Linked DNA regions of Mus musculus: region 1 is linked to region 2. Evidence: chromatin contacts called from public Hi-C data. All regions are on one chromosome and are shown on one strand. The core of a region is the stretch at or near the end of the contact, and the rest is flanking DNA. Distances in the headings are between cores, read along the strand shown. Region 1 has its middle 13 kb from the start of Gm30820. Region 2 holds the start of Tab2 (TGF-beta activated kinase 1/MAP3K7 binding protein 2).

Evidence for each region. Hi-C and Micro-C count contacts between places; a contact is called where the count stands out from the background.
Region 1: a Hi-C map of embryonic fibroblasts shows a contact between it and region 2, with 2.2 times the contacts expected there. The contact joins the enhancer-like site here to the promoter of Tab2 in region 2. A contact is called at or near these places in 5 of 39 promoter capture datasets (the 3T3-L1 cell line, 3T3-L1-derived adipocytes, the C10 cell line and 2 more), 9 of 484 Hi-C or Micro-C datasets (the 63-12 cell line, B cells, the G1E-ER4 cell line and 5 more), 10 of 115 datasets of contacts at active chromatin or transcription factors (the 230-238 cell line, CD8 T cells, the HPC-7 cell line and 4 more) and 1 of 9 other capture datasets (adipose tissue).

What each region holds. Positions count from the first base shown.
Region 1 is chr10:7,991,465-7,994,164 of GRCm38.p6, reverse strand. No RefSeq gene overlaps it. Among named protein-coding and RNA genes, the nearest start is that of Gm30820, 13 kb to the right of the region's middle. Within about 2 kb of position 1,279, at least 17 of the 459 cell types and tissues checked have an H3K27ac peak or open chromatin away from gene starts, as enhancers often do. A contact at or near this core is called in embryonic fibroblasts and hippocampal neurons, where this site is marked.
Region 2 is chr10:7,954,781-7,957,480 of GRCm38.p6, reverse strand. Tab2 (TGF-beta activated kinase 1/MAP3K7 binding protein 2) reads left to right here and starts at 1,358. Exons shown (of 7, transcript NM_138667.3): 1 at 1,358-1,680.

The sequences.
Region 1 (2,700 bases), core at 30-2,529, 37 kb before region 2:
CAAATTCCCATTACTATGCAGACACAGAAACCTCAATTTAATTTGGCAGCCAACTCTGCACAAAATGTTATGGTGGTATGTACTATTTGCATGCCAAGCTCGATCAGCCACCACCCTGGAGGAATTTCCAGTGCAAACAATGTGTAAGAGAGGTAAGTTGGGAAAATTGGCAAAGGCTTCGAAGAGAACATACCATGTTAAGCAACCAGAAATGGCTGCTAGGGTGTCATCAGGTAGAGATGGACAGAATATTCCCGATGAATGTCACCAACAAAGTTTCTCCAGTGGTTGTAAAACAGCTTCCCTCCCCAGCCCTGCAAATACAAAGTAACTTATTAGGGTTTTTAAGTTTCTACAACCCAAGAGCTCCGTTTCCCTAAAAGAAATTGTTAATAGGTATGAGGGGGTAGACCAGCAGCTGGCACACTAGAGTCACCCAAGCAGTCCAAGGCAAGCATGCCTCCCAGGAGGAGCCCTCTTACAGGATGGCTGGTAGGCGGTCATTCTGGGGCAGCAGATCTTCTCTCCACTTTGGAAACTGGAGAGTCTGGCAGTGTTGCTTGCCTCTCCTTTCCAGGGCATCCTCTCAGCCCGCCTGCTGCCAGCTTCAACAGAGGCTGCAGAGAGTGAGTCTCTGGGTACACTGAAGAGATGCCTGCACTCCAGCTTGCCAGGTGGATTAGAACTCAGAAGCCAGAGTTCTGGAGAATGACCTCCGTGACAGGCCTGGAGATCCAGAAACTCCTAGATCTCACAATGAGGCACCACTGAAATGTGTCCCTGTTGGTTGCTGGGAATGATTCTTACCTTAAAGTGAAATAATGTCCTTTTTCCCACTTTCCAAGGTTCAGGGTGCAAGAACTCAGTGAGAGCTTTGACCTTAAAATGACCAATAAATAACCAGTGGCTATTTGTGCCTAATGTAAGGAATAAGTCCTCCTAGCCCTTGATAAAGAGCTATACCCACAGCAAGGGAATTCTTTTTGTTGTTGTTGTTGTTGTTTGTTGTTTTGTTTTTTGGTTGTTTGTTTGTTTGTTTGTTTGTTTGTTTTGAGACAGGGTTTCTTTGTATAGCCCTGGCTGTCCTGGAACTCACTTTGTAGACCAGGCTGACTCAGAATGAAGACAGAGGACAGAGCACCGGGACCCCTGTGGAGACCTTAACATGTATCACATTAGCACCTTAGGCACATCCCCTGACACAAAGCAATACATGGCAGAAAACAGCAAGGAGCAAGGGACTGTGAAGTATAAGGGGCCTGGCTTCAGAGAAGAGCACTGGTGACTAAGAAGCAAGTGTGAGCCACAGCAGGAAAAAGATAGACAGGCCAAGGTGGGGAAGCCCACTAGGTTACGTTAGGTCACTTTTGATCAAATGTTTTTTCCGTTCCTGCTAGCTGGAGTCACGTGGGAGTTTAGGACATACTGGTGCTTAGAATCGTAGCACATCTAAATCTGATTTAAGCAAACACTGAGTTGGAGCCTGAAAGTGCACAGTGTGGGGGAAATACTGCGTTGACTCATTTGAAGTGATGCTGGAAAAAATGCATTTTAAATGACAAGGGTTCAGAAGCTTTTTTTTTTTTTAAAGCACAGCAGTTTCCAAGGTTTACAATTTTGTGGGTCTCTAATGGCAAAGCCCCTACATAGCTAAGCCAGCCTCGCCAGCGCGCTCTTTTACAATGCCTTTGGAATTTGGTTGAGGTTAAAGATATTTCCATAACGTAAGTCTACACCTTCACTCTCCTCCAGCATCTGAGCATCACTGTTAATACGACTGCTTCTCTCTTATTTTGCTGTGGCCTTTCTCAGCTTCCCACAATTGGGATAGAGTTTCATATCCACAGGATTGGAAATAATAACCAATAGCTCACTTTCCTCTTCTGTGGTCTGTGTTTGTGTTTTCTCTCCCACTTCTTTAAGCTCCCTCAGTCCCTCCATCTTCCCTCCAACCACTCACCCCCTTTCAAGCACGGTTCCAACCAGCATCATTACTGAAAGTAAAGTTTTATGAAAACAAGAAAAGAGAGAGAAAGAAAGAGAGAGAGAGAGAGAGAGAGAGAGAGAGAGAGAAAGAGAGAGAATAACAAGGTTTGTATTGCAAAGCTCTGAACTTGGACTCATGAGGCTGAGATTCAACTCTAACTCACCAAGCTGCACACAGAAGCCTACAATAGCTCCCTGATGCCTATATAAGGTAGGAACTCCTTAGCCTGGAATCCCAAGTTTTCCACAATCTGAAACTGACCCACATCAGTCATTCACCACAGGTCCCACATAAATTCTCTTCTCTGGCCAACTGGGAGGTTGCCCCTATGCAAGGCGTACTAGCTCCTACTTTGCTGAGCGTTCTGCTCAACTACAGTCCTGCCCATGCCTTTCCCTCTGACGTACTATTGGTCTGAAGCCAATCCCTGAGTGTTACCACGAGTTACCATGCAAAGTATCAGAAGCAAGGTCATGACCCCAGTTAAAACAATATATGTTAAGTGATATCTGCTTTCAGGTGACGTCATCTTACAAGTTAAGTTCAGAAATAAAGATAATAGCAGTCAGCTTCTGGTGTTCATTAAATATGAAAGAGGGGAACGGTCAAACCCATGTGCAAAAAGGATATTTAGGATACATAAATAAATATATGATTAGTTTTTATGTCATCTAGAGAAAAGAATTCTCATGGAGCCCATATTGGCTGAATGT
Region 2 (2,700 bases), core at 109-2,608:
TTTTCAAAGTATATACTTTTACTTTCTTAATGTCAACCGAGAGAAAAATTTAAAAGTTCCAATGTTGTAAATCATTAGCACTCTGACTTCTGGCGGGCTAAAAGTTTTTAAGTAGAGCTAAACCCCAATATTTCAGGTACTTTGTAAAACTGAGTGTAAAAAGGAAGTGAAAGGGTTTTAAGTGTTTAAAAAAGGGGCTTTAAAAACAATAAGCAATAAGCACCTATGGAGCTTATACTGATAACAGAATAATAAAAATAGTCCTTCCGGATTTTTTTCGGTAGTATGAATTTCTTCAAGGAAGAAACTGGCAGCGATATGCACACTTTGGACAGGGTCAAGAAGAAGAAAAAAAAAGCCTTTTTTTTTTTTGCCATATGAAACCGCCAAGATTTTAAAATATTTTACATTGTGAGAAACATCTGAACGTTGACCACCACCACCCAACCCCACCCCACCCCGAGGGAAAACGAAGCACATCTTTAAGAAGATAGAAACCAGAAGTGTCCCCTCCCCCGCGTCTCCCCTCGAAGCTAAAGTGTCTTTGGCTCTGCTTCTAGGTCTTCTAGGAACGTGCAGTTACAATCGCAACGACTCGCTTGATTCTTTAGATCGTTCTCTCTGCGGGCCCCCACTGCTGATCAAGGAAAGTCCAGCGGCCGAGCCAAACTCCGCTCGGGTCCCGCGGCTTCCAGGACGCGTCCCGCACCGCCCGGTCTCCATCCGACCCGCCGTCCCTCCCGGGTCACCCGGTAGCTCGCGGCCTGGGCGCGGCCCGGCTCCAAGGGGGTGTGTCCGGCTCGCGGCCCCGCAGCCCCGCAGGCCCGGCGCTCGCCTCCGCCTCAGGCCCACCTGCCCCGCGGCCCGTCAGGGCCTGCAGGGTCCCGCCCGTCTCCCCGAGCTGGGCCGCCGGCTCGCACGGCTCGCCCTGCTCGCACAGCCCGCCACCCGCTTCCGGAGCCGCGAGGCCCTCGGCGGCGCGCGCACCGCTCGGCTCCTCTCTCTCTCCCTCCCTCCCTCCCCGTCCGAGCGTGAGGGACCCGCGTGCTCCTCCTCAGCCCGCGCCGGGACGCGTCCCCTCCGGCCACGGCGAGCCGGGAGTGGGGACGGCGGCTGGCGGAGGTGGGGCGTGGACAGAGCATCCCCGCCACCCGGCGGAGGGAGGCCTCGTCACGGCCGCCGCCTCAGATCTCGCGGTGTTTGCCGGCCGCCGCGCCGCCATATTGTGTGGCCGTATTTTGATGCGGACTGGGCTGGCGGAGCCGCGGCGCGAGCGGGCGAGCGAGCGAGAGCTGGGGGGGTGGGGGGAGGGCAGGCGAGCGGCAGGGGGGTGGGGGCGGAGGGAGGCAGGGCGGCCGTGCGAGCCGGAGCCGAGCAGCGGGCCGCGGCGACGCCGCCCCGGCCATCGCTTTGATCCGCGGCAGGCGCCGGCGGCGGGGCGCCCCAGGCCGACCCCCTCCCCTCCCCCTCAGCCGCGAGCGGCGGCGGCGGCCGGAGGGAGTTGGCGGCGGCCGGGCGGAGGGGGCCGAGCGGGGAGGGAGGGAGGGCTGAGGTGTCCCCCCTGCCGGGTGGAATCGGCGCTGGCGGCGGCCGCGGTGACGACGGGGGAGACGGCTGCCCAAGTGGGAGAGGCGGCGGCGGCGGACGAGGAGGAGGGGGAAGCCGCGGCGGCGGCGAAGGGTAAGCGGACGGCGCTGCGGGGCCTCGGCGGGATCCCTCCCCACCCCCCACCCCCCCCACCCCCAGCCCGGCTCCCCGCGCCTGCAGCGGCTCGGGGACCGGCTCTGCCTGGCGCGCGAAGCCCTAGCGGGGCGTCCGCGCCTTCCTCGCCTTCGTCCGCCGCTCCGCCCGGGTCCTGCCCGCGGTGGCGAGGCGCAGGGAGGCCCCCCAAGTCCTGCGGGGAGGGTGGGGGCGGGGAGCCTGGGGCCTGGCCTGGGCTCCGGGGCGTCGGGGGAGGGGGACCGGGCCTGCCCCGGAGCCCAGCGCCGGAGAGAGCCGGGGGTGGGGGTGCCTTGGCCCCCGGTCCGCCCCCAGGCCTGTGATCTGGAAGTGGGAGGGAGGGAACCAGACGCCTTTGGGGGAACCCAGGTCTGGATAACGATGACTTCGGGGCCCGCGAGTTAAGGGAGAGCCGGGGAAGTTAAGTGCAGGGTAAAGAGGAAGCACCTCTCTCGCTTTGCTTTCCGATTTTGCTTGTCTGCAGCCTTCTTCCAAATGGGCAGCACGCCCCGCTGTGAAGAGGTTGGGGCCCCCTTAGAGTCCACAGGACTACTCTGATTTTCTTGCCCCGAGATAGTGGTTGGAAGAGGAAGACTTAACAAGGGTCCCTGGGTGTTGCTGACAGGTGACAGGTGGATCTGTCTGTTGCTGATGCTGTAGAATCCTTGGCTCATAATTGTAGGCCGAAAGTGTCAGGGAGCGTGTGAGTTTGTATTTACGTGTTTGGCCAAGTTTCATTCCATATATAGTATATTTGAGATGCTAAGTTTCCATTCAAGTCAGCTTAATTGTTATGGAGGAATTCTTCAAATGTTTCTGATAAGAGGGGTTTTCAGGAGAGTGGTGGAGACTTGCAGCCTCCTGGAGCTTTTATTCGAGTCTCCGTGAAGTTCGGGTTCCCAAAAGCATTGCAGGCTGTTGGTAAATGGGCTTCTAGTCATTGGAAAGTTCTTGGACACAAATGCAGTATTCGAGGCAGCA